2 separate regions of the Mus musculus genome follow, and region 2 is linked to region 1. Evidence: chromatin contacts called from public promoter capture Hi-C data. All regions are on one chromosome and are shown on one strand. Each heading gives the region's core, a stretch centred on a gene start, on an enhancer-like site or on the middle of the called end of the contact. The rest is flanking DNA. Distances are from core to core; before and after follow the strand shown.

What was found. Promoter capture Hi-C pulls out the DNA fragments that hold promoters and counts their contacts.
Region 2: a contact with region 1 is called in a promoter capture Hi-C map of hippocampal neurons, with 2.3 times the contacts expected there. The contact joins the promoter of Mstn here to the enhancer-like site in region 1. A contact is called at or near these places in 10 of 39 promoter capture datasets (the 3T3-L1 cell line, 3T3-L1-derived adipocytes, cranial neural crest and 5 more).

The regions. Positions count from the first base shown.
Region 1 is chr1:52,717,465-52,721,941 of GRCm38.p6, reverse strand. The region is part of intron 1 of Mfsd6 (major facilitator superfamily domain containing 6); the gene reads left to right. Among named protein-coding and RNA genes, the nearest start is that of Mfsd6, 7.6 kb to the left of the region's middle. Within about 2 kb of position 2,856, at least 44 of the 459 cell types and tissues checked have an H3K27ac peak or open chromatin away from gene starts, as enhancers often do. A contact at or near this core is called in hippocampal neurons, where this site is marked.
Region 2 is chr1:53,060,214-53,064,149 of GRCm38.p6, reverse strand. It overlaps Mstn (myostatin), which reads right to left and starts at 2,510. Exons shown (of 3, transcript NM_010834.3): 1 at 2,009-2,510; 2 at 1-267. The coding sequence starts at 2,384.

The sequences.
Region 1 (4,477 bases), core at 1,607-4,106:
AGATAGATATTTGTTCTGTTGTCCTGTTTGTCTATGTTATATTTTGTTATGTTTTCCCATCATATGGATATATAATGCTAATTTTTCTTTTATAAGGATGTGCCATAATTTATTTAACTGCCCATATTATTCCTGCTTTCCATTGTTAACTATGAAAACGATTGCATTGTCTACACTTAAATCGTTGCTTTCCAGAAAGTCTATAGTTCTGTTTCCAGTGAGTGGGAGTGCTTGTTACCTTCATCAACGTTTTACAAGGTATTGCTAGGATTATATATTCAAACTTCTTTCTTTAACAGGCTAAATAATAAACTGTTACTGAAGGTAATTATATCATTATAATTGATAGCATTGATAATTCTCAGTCACCAGAACCTTAACAGCACAAGAGACAGCTAGGCAATTTTAAATGACATACAGAATGTGCTAAAAGTACACAAACTGGGTTTGTTTGTTTTTTAAAAAGATTATACTGTATTTAGTGGAATCAGCTCGAAACATTGGTAATAAGTTCATGGCCATAGAAAAATGTAGTTTAAATCTTAATATCTATATTCTGTGCTTTTTGTGAGAGCTATGCTTTCTTTAACCCCCTTCTTTAACCCACTTCTTTGTGTCAGTTATCAGCAGAGCCATATGATAAGAATCAGTCTTTTATTGAATAGCCATTTACTAAGAGTCCATTCTACATATACCTGCTATGAATGGTTATACTACTATATCGGAAGTTATGCTTTTACTTTTCAGTGTTCCTTGGTTGTTTTGTGTGTGTGTGTGTGTGTGTGTGTGTGTGTGTCCGTGTCCCATATATTTTTACCATAATTATATTGACCAAACTCATTCCTTCCCTGAAAATATTGGGATGGGATCTCTTTGTGTAAGTCTGATTGAAGAATTAATTTAGCTAGTTTTCAAAAGCAACTCTCAGCCACTCAATTTGGACACTGCTTTGTCTTTTTAAAAACTAATTTTCATTTTATATAAATTACCTCAATGGTATAACAATTTTTTATTGAAGAAAAGTCTGCTATAAAACCTTAAACAAATAATTGTTTTCAGTGTCAACTCTTACAAGCCTTTTCCTTTATTTCTATAAAAAGATTTTAAAAATCATTTTATTGCCAGTTTACTGACAGCCACATTTATGGTCATTGGGACAGAGGTGTGATTCTAGTGGAGACAGCTGTCAAATAGCCACTTAGTCATGACTGACCATGGTGGTTAGACTCCATCCGCCCGGTCTTCCCCTCCCCTCTTACTGTTGCCATGAAGAAATGGGACCCCATTGACCCCATGACCACCAGTGTGTAACACACTTGTTTAAGGCTTTCAGAGACCCCTGGCCATGATACTGTTGCTTGGAGGAGGCAGGTGGTAGAGCTGCAGGCCCCTGCTGAGGCGATGAGTAGAATCCTGAATCCGTGGGGATGCCAGCGAGATGCGTTGCTTGCATCCTGGGTTATAAAGTAGAAAGGATTTTCCCTTAAAATTGCATATCCTATCATCTTTGGCCCTTAGTTCACTGAGTAATCTGGGTACTCCTATTTGTAATGTTATTTCCTTGAGGAAAAGGTTTCTGAGCATCAGCAGTTGAAGTACAGTGGGTATCGCCACCCTTGCCTTTTCCTACACAGATAATGTCATTGCCATCTGGCTAGGGATTGTGGTTGGGGAAGAGATCAATAAAACTTGCTTCCATTTCACAGAAGCTTATGGAACCCCTTTAAGTCCCTACATTTTATTTCTTTTTAATGAATAAACACACAGGTTCAGTGACACATTTAATTCTCTTGAGCATCTATGACACTTTTCTTTTTGAAAAAATATCCATTTACTTTATGTATATGAGTACTACACTGTAGCTGTCTTCAGACACACCAGAAGAGCGCATCAGATCCCATTACAGATAGTTGTGAGCCACTATGTGGTTGCTGGGAATTGAACTCAGGACCCTTGGAAGAGCAGTCAGTGCTCTTAACCGCTGAGCCATCTCTCCAGCCCCTGAATTTTTTTTTTTTTATTGGAGAAATGGAAAAGATATATAAATATGTTTTCTTTAAAAGCTTTTCCATGCTTCCACTGGGCATGTTTGAAGATGGGATGTTTATTTGAAAGAAGATGATGAGATTCTGAAACTAGCTTCAAACATATAGTCTAAATTATTCTTAGATACCTATCAGTAGACTAAGTCAGCCGTCAAAAACACAGAGGCAGGAATCTGATGTTGATTGATACAGTCTAAAAGGCCTGAACTATAATTTCTGTTTAACTGACATTTGTTTCTCTGCATAAAGCAAAGATGATGAACCACCTACCTGGTTCTTTGTTAAGACTAGAGCTATTTCTCTATTTTAAAGAAATGAAATGAATTTGTTCCTGTTACCTTCTTAACAGAATGGAGAGCCGCTTTAAAGATTTTAATCCTTTTTCTTTCAGATTTGTGATGTTACTTGCAAATATACCAGTTGCTTCTTTTAACACAAGCAACCATTTTTGGCCTAGAAATAATCCTTATTGCTCCAGTCTGTAATTCAAGGGTGTTTTTTGAGAGCCAGAGCCCCATTCGCACCCTCTTCTGGGAGGTGGCTGGCGATGCTGACAGAGCATAATCTGTGAGCATCATGGGTAAAGTACCGGCTTAGTCCAGTGGGGGGCGTCAAGCAGTTCTAGAACATTTGGTCCAGAAGAATACTTTTAGAATAATTGCAAAAAATGTAGAGTATTATGGGATAAATCTGCAGCTGCCACTCTGCCACCACCAAATGTTCATATATTGCTGTTGAATGAAACTACTTGGTGCTTTCCTTGTATTGTTTCACTGGAGTCGTAAAATCCTCTGGGAGGAGTTGGCTGGGGTTGTCTTGTTTTGTTTGTTTTGTTTTGGCTCTGGTTTGGTTTTGGTTTTCCAAGACAGTGTTTCTCTGTGTAGCCCCAGTTGTCTTGGAGATTTTGTAGACCAGGCTGGCCTTGAACTCACAGAGATCCATCTGCCTCTGCCTCCTGAGTGCTGGGATTAAAGGCATGTGCCATCATTGCCTGGCCCCCTGGGGGTTGATATTTTGATCCTCCTTTTACTGAGAGGACAAGGGGGGTTAAAGAGGCATTTAGGACCTCACTGTGCTCTTTTCTAGAACTAATCTCTGATCACATTACATTTTATAAATTTATCACATAAATTTAAGACACATATTGCTATTGTGAATTGCCAAGTGACAGAGTAAAGAACAATATGAGCAGTGTGTAATCTCTCAGCTGTCTGTAATCTTGTAGGTATGGAGGAGGAATCTGTGAAAAGATTGAAAATAGGCTTACCTGTAAGTCCTGTAATAAATCCTACAAGTCAGGTGGGAGGACAGTGTGTGAGGTGGAAGTGGGGGAAGGAGAGTCACACAGTGTTACACGATGAATCAGGGTCCAGGCATTAACAATGGCTGCATCAGATACAGTTGACAAAGTGCCCTTTGTCCTAAAACATACTGTCCCATCTTTTATATCACCCTGTGAAAAGGCCCTACACTAAAATATAAGTTCAGATGGCAGGATGTTTGTAAAATCCAAACATGCGCATTCTGCTCCCTGCTTCATCCCCACAGAGGCTCTCCACTGCTCTGAGCATGTTCCTGTACACCATGCTATACAAAGCCCAGTGTGCACTATTTCACTCTCACAGCTGCCATGAAACAATGCCCCCCTTCTCATTGGCAGCTGAGGAGGAGATAAAACAAGTTAAAACAGTCCCAGAGTTTTGACAGCTGAGATTTCCTGCCAGTCTCAGAATCCTTCCTCTCTCCTGAATGGCTCTGCATCTTCAGCTCCCTCAAGGGGCTCCCTCGCAGGACTTCTGTGCTTGCTCCTGTTTTAGCATTTGAAGCAGTATATTGGGACTTGGAGAACCTCTGTCATCTCTGTTGTCTGTGGACTAGAAATCACTATATGATTTTCACTGTGTGAACCATGGGCCGCAAAGTGCCTGTCCATCTAATGGTTGGTGGTGAGGTTAGATTAACCCGTTAGATTAAAAAGAAAATGGATGTCTGTATTTTCAGTCTTTAGTATCCTGTTTTGTGTTGTTTGTCCTTCACACTGGTATTCAAGTATTTTGTGATCTGTTCTATTTGGCAACTTCACATGCTCTACAGTCCTGCTGGAAACTCTTTAAGGAACCGTGGTTCTCCTTTCATTTCCCATCCTGGAAGACATGTTCACGGAACAGGATCGCATAGGACATTTTGTTTAAATATTATGTGCAATGTACTTTGACAATGCCTCCTCCTACCTCTGTACCTTCCCTTTTCACCTCTTCCTGCTCCCACTTACTGCTTTCTTCCCCGACAATAATTTATGTCATTTTTACACACACACACACACACACACACACACACACACACACACATTTTATGTGTCTATATAAAACGTAGGAGCCACAACGAGTAAACATGGTATTTATCTCTCAGACTGACTTAATTTTCTTAATTTG
Region 2 (3,936 bases), core at 1,261-3,760, 340 kb before region 1:
TTTGCAACACTGTCTTCACATCAATACTCTGCCAAATACCAGTGCCTGGGCTCATGTCAAGTTTCAGAGATCGGATTCCAGTATACCTTGTACCGTCTTTCATGGGTTTGATGAGTCTCAGGATTTGCACAAACACTGTTGTAGGAGTCTTGACGGGTCTGAGATATATCCACAGTTGGGCTTTTACTACTTTGTTGTACTGTATTTTAGAGCTAAATTTAAAAAAGCAACATTTGGGCTTGCCATCCGCTTGCATTAGAAAGTCAGCTACAAAGGAATAAGAAGAAAATGACTGACATCAGGCCCCATCAAAACACAAATAAACTCACTCCTTAACATCAGCTGTTGGGGTAGTGTGTACGTATGTGGTCTTTTAAAATAAAATATTATGTGGAACTTCATTCATAGTTCAGAAGAAACATCAGAGAAAATAGTTGCTCTAGCTTTTCAGAATTTTTTTTTTTGACATCTGTATTTTCACCTGTTTATGTAGATTCTACTCCCCTTCCAGAGAACTCTGGGCTAAGGGATATTTTGTAAAAGAATGAACAGCACATGAAATTTTCAAGTGATGATGATTAGAGACTAAGAGACAGCGTGCCGGAACGTCCACTTAGAATTCTTTGGGAATCTGAGCAGTTACACTCACTGAGCAGCTGTACCAGTCAGTCTGGAGGAAGGAACCCTTCCCCCAGGCCTCAATTACCTGGAGACAAGACACAGGGAGCGATTTAACCAACCTCAGAAATGGCAAACAATATAATACATCTGTGACACTTGGGCTCTGGAAGAGCTATTCCAAGGAACAACAAAAACTTAATTAGCAAAAACCTCAGAGGTCATGCTCAAGCTATCTAAAAAATCAGAAAGCAGTGGCCTTGGGGCCAGCCTCTCACTGCAAGTTCAGCACTAACAATTGCTTTTCCAAACCCCATGTAAATAAGGGAGACTTTTTCCTGAACTGTTTGATCCAAGAGTCATAAATGAAAATTATCTGCTGTATCGTAACCTGACCGCTTAGGAAAGGGCTGGTTTGAAACTGTGTCATGTCTGGTTTTAAGTGTTTAAAGCATGGTATTAAAGCAAGATCTCAGACACATGGCACAGAAATCTTTCGTGTTCTGCCTGCTCTCTAAGGCTACCTGACTTGCTTTTCGGAGAACTCAAACAGGAACTGCCTGAAATGTATTATCTCCCAGAAGCAATGTGGCAGTTATAGGTAACGGTCCTCACCCTCCCTCTCATAAAGAATTAAATCTTTTAGAGGGTTACCGATCACTGTTCCTGCCTGGACGCTCACAGCCAGGACGCTCTCAGTGCGGTGCTATGAAGGGGCACAGGAGCATTTCACACCATGACCTCCCAGTTAATGCTCATTTCCTGAGTGTTTTCTGATACTCGGTCCTGAGTATTATTTTGCTATGCCTGCTTCATCGTGGCTCATGATAATGCATTTAATATTTAACTTCTTTAACTTTCCAGTGCAGTAGCTTTCACAATTAATATTCTAGCTTGTCAAGAGCATAGAAGCTCTGAGACTGACAGTTTTAAATAACAGAAAGCACTCTAACTGTGGAACAGTGTTCAAATAAACATCCAGCAGAGATCTCTCTTTAGTGTGAGTCAGGGGGAAACTAGTGCACATTTTAGACAAATGTAATTGTAAATTTCTCATGCTTTAACACTGCCTATAGAATCTCACAGTCCTTACATTATAGTGTGAGACTCTGAACACACAAGCATTCTACATTTTCCGCATAAAATTAAATACTATTAAAGCTGAGCCAGCATATTAACTTTGAGCTATTTGGCACTGCCAGGAAACAAGCAAGACAGATTTCATTGTCGGTATGTTTCTCAGGAAATCTTGGGGAAAAAAAAATCTCCTTTCTCTGCTACTTACATATAAGCCAACAGCTTGTTAAAAGCCTGAAAATAGATCTGTTTCTCATAAACACTAGGACAGCAGTCAGCAGAACTGTTGATATACTTTAACAGATATACTTACACTCTGTAGGCATGGTAATGATTGTTTCCGTGGTAGCGTGATAATCGTCATCTTCCAAAGAGCCATCACTGCTGTCATCCCTCTGGACGTCGTACTGATCGATCAGTTCCCGGAGTGGAGGCGCTCTTGGCAGAAGTTGTCTTATAGCATCTTTGCTGATGTTAGGAGCTGTTTCCAGGCGCAGCTTACTGAGGATTTGAATTTTTATGGCTTCTATTCTGGAGTACCTCGTGTTTTGTCTCCACGCACATGCATTACACAGCCCCTCTTTTTCCACATTTTCTTCTCTCTCACTGCCCTCATTTAGATCCACTGGGCCAGCAGCAATCAGCATGAACAGGTAAATATAAACATACATTTGCAGTTTTTGCATCATTTTAAAAATCAGCACAATCTTTTTTTTTCCCTTGTTCTTATTTCTTCTTTTTGCTTTTGAGTAATGCCAAGTGAAATATTAGTGCATGTACCGTCCGAGAGACAACCTGCCACGCCAGGGAGTCCTGTATACTGTATTCCAAGTGGCTTTTTATATTCCAACTTAGAGGAGACAAGTGTCGTCAGGATCTATGATTGGCTCCTGCTCCACAATGAATCTCGCTGTCAGAGGTTAAAACCCTGTCTGTCACAAGTCACCAAGCAGTATTTTGTTACAGTCGAGGGCAAGCTGATTCATTTGACTACTTCATAAATGAAATAAATCCCCAAATCATGAAAGATATATGTGACATTTGATAAATTGAAGTCTGTGTACTAATATAAACTGTACTTAAAGCTTATTAATCTCTGTAAAACTCTTGCTATCATTTAAGTTAGTAATTTTTAATTTAGATTTTGTGTTTAAAATAGAAAATGTTAATCCTTTAAGACTTGGAGTGCTGTTTTGTTACTAAAACAAATATTTGAGGGAAAAAATATGCGTTAAGTGCTGGGTAATTAGAGAAGTAAAAACTAGGAAGAGCTGACTTAATTTAAAGAAAGCTGAGTTTGTGACCCTGCTAAAAAGTTGCATCAGTAATTTGAGGAGCTTGTTTTCATGGCTTATTTGTCAGGACATATTACAAACCAGTCCTGGGACGTTTCTGTGTACATGGGTTTACTTTTGATAGCTTAATGGCTTTGACTAACATAAAACCTGTGCTTGATTTCAGCTTATAAGTATTGCTATTTTCTATTACAGAGATACAGACTAAAGACTGAGTGTTGCTTTTTTTTTTTTTTTTTTTTTTGATTGCCAACAGAATCCTGTCAGCGAGGAGGCCAGGCTCTGTACTTAGGCCGAGTAGATAATGGATTTTTGTAAGTAGCGCTGGAGCATTATTTCAGTTTGACTCAGACTTCCAGGGCTGACAGTAAAGTGCAATCTGTGTTCTCTGTGAATGATGTCAGGTCCCGTGAGCACACAAAGAGCAAGTCGCATGTAGAGGGGTGTCCTTTGTTGCGTTCCCATACTGTCACAGGCTAGCACCCCTTTGCCAGCGTCTCATTTTGACCAGAGGGCAGACACCTGGCAGGGATCTGGGCTAGAGTCTAGGGCAGAGAATGGTGCTTTTTGTTCTCTGAATTTAAGTGGCCTCTGCAAGGATCAAACTTTCACCCTTGGCTTTAGGAGCCACAAGATCGAATGGGGTGAACTCTTAAAGAGCTGAACAAACACAGCAGCAGGGACAGAGGACGCTTCCAGGCCACAGAGTTCCTCCTCCTGTTTGGGAAGCTGAGGAGTCTTTAGAATTTTAATTCATTACTCCCCTTACACACACCCCAAGAGACTATGGTGGCTTGTATCAAATATTTATTTTTAGGTCACCACCATTCCTGTACAGTATACACCCAATTTACTGCCTCAGTGAACTAAAATGCAGCTCAGTAGCTTGAAAAGTTAATGCATTTTCATCAAATTTTTAAGAGGCATCTATATCTCTTGAGGAAAA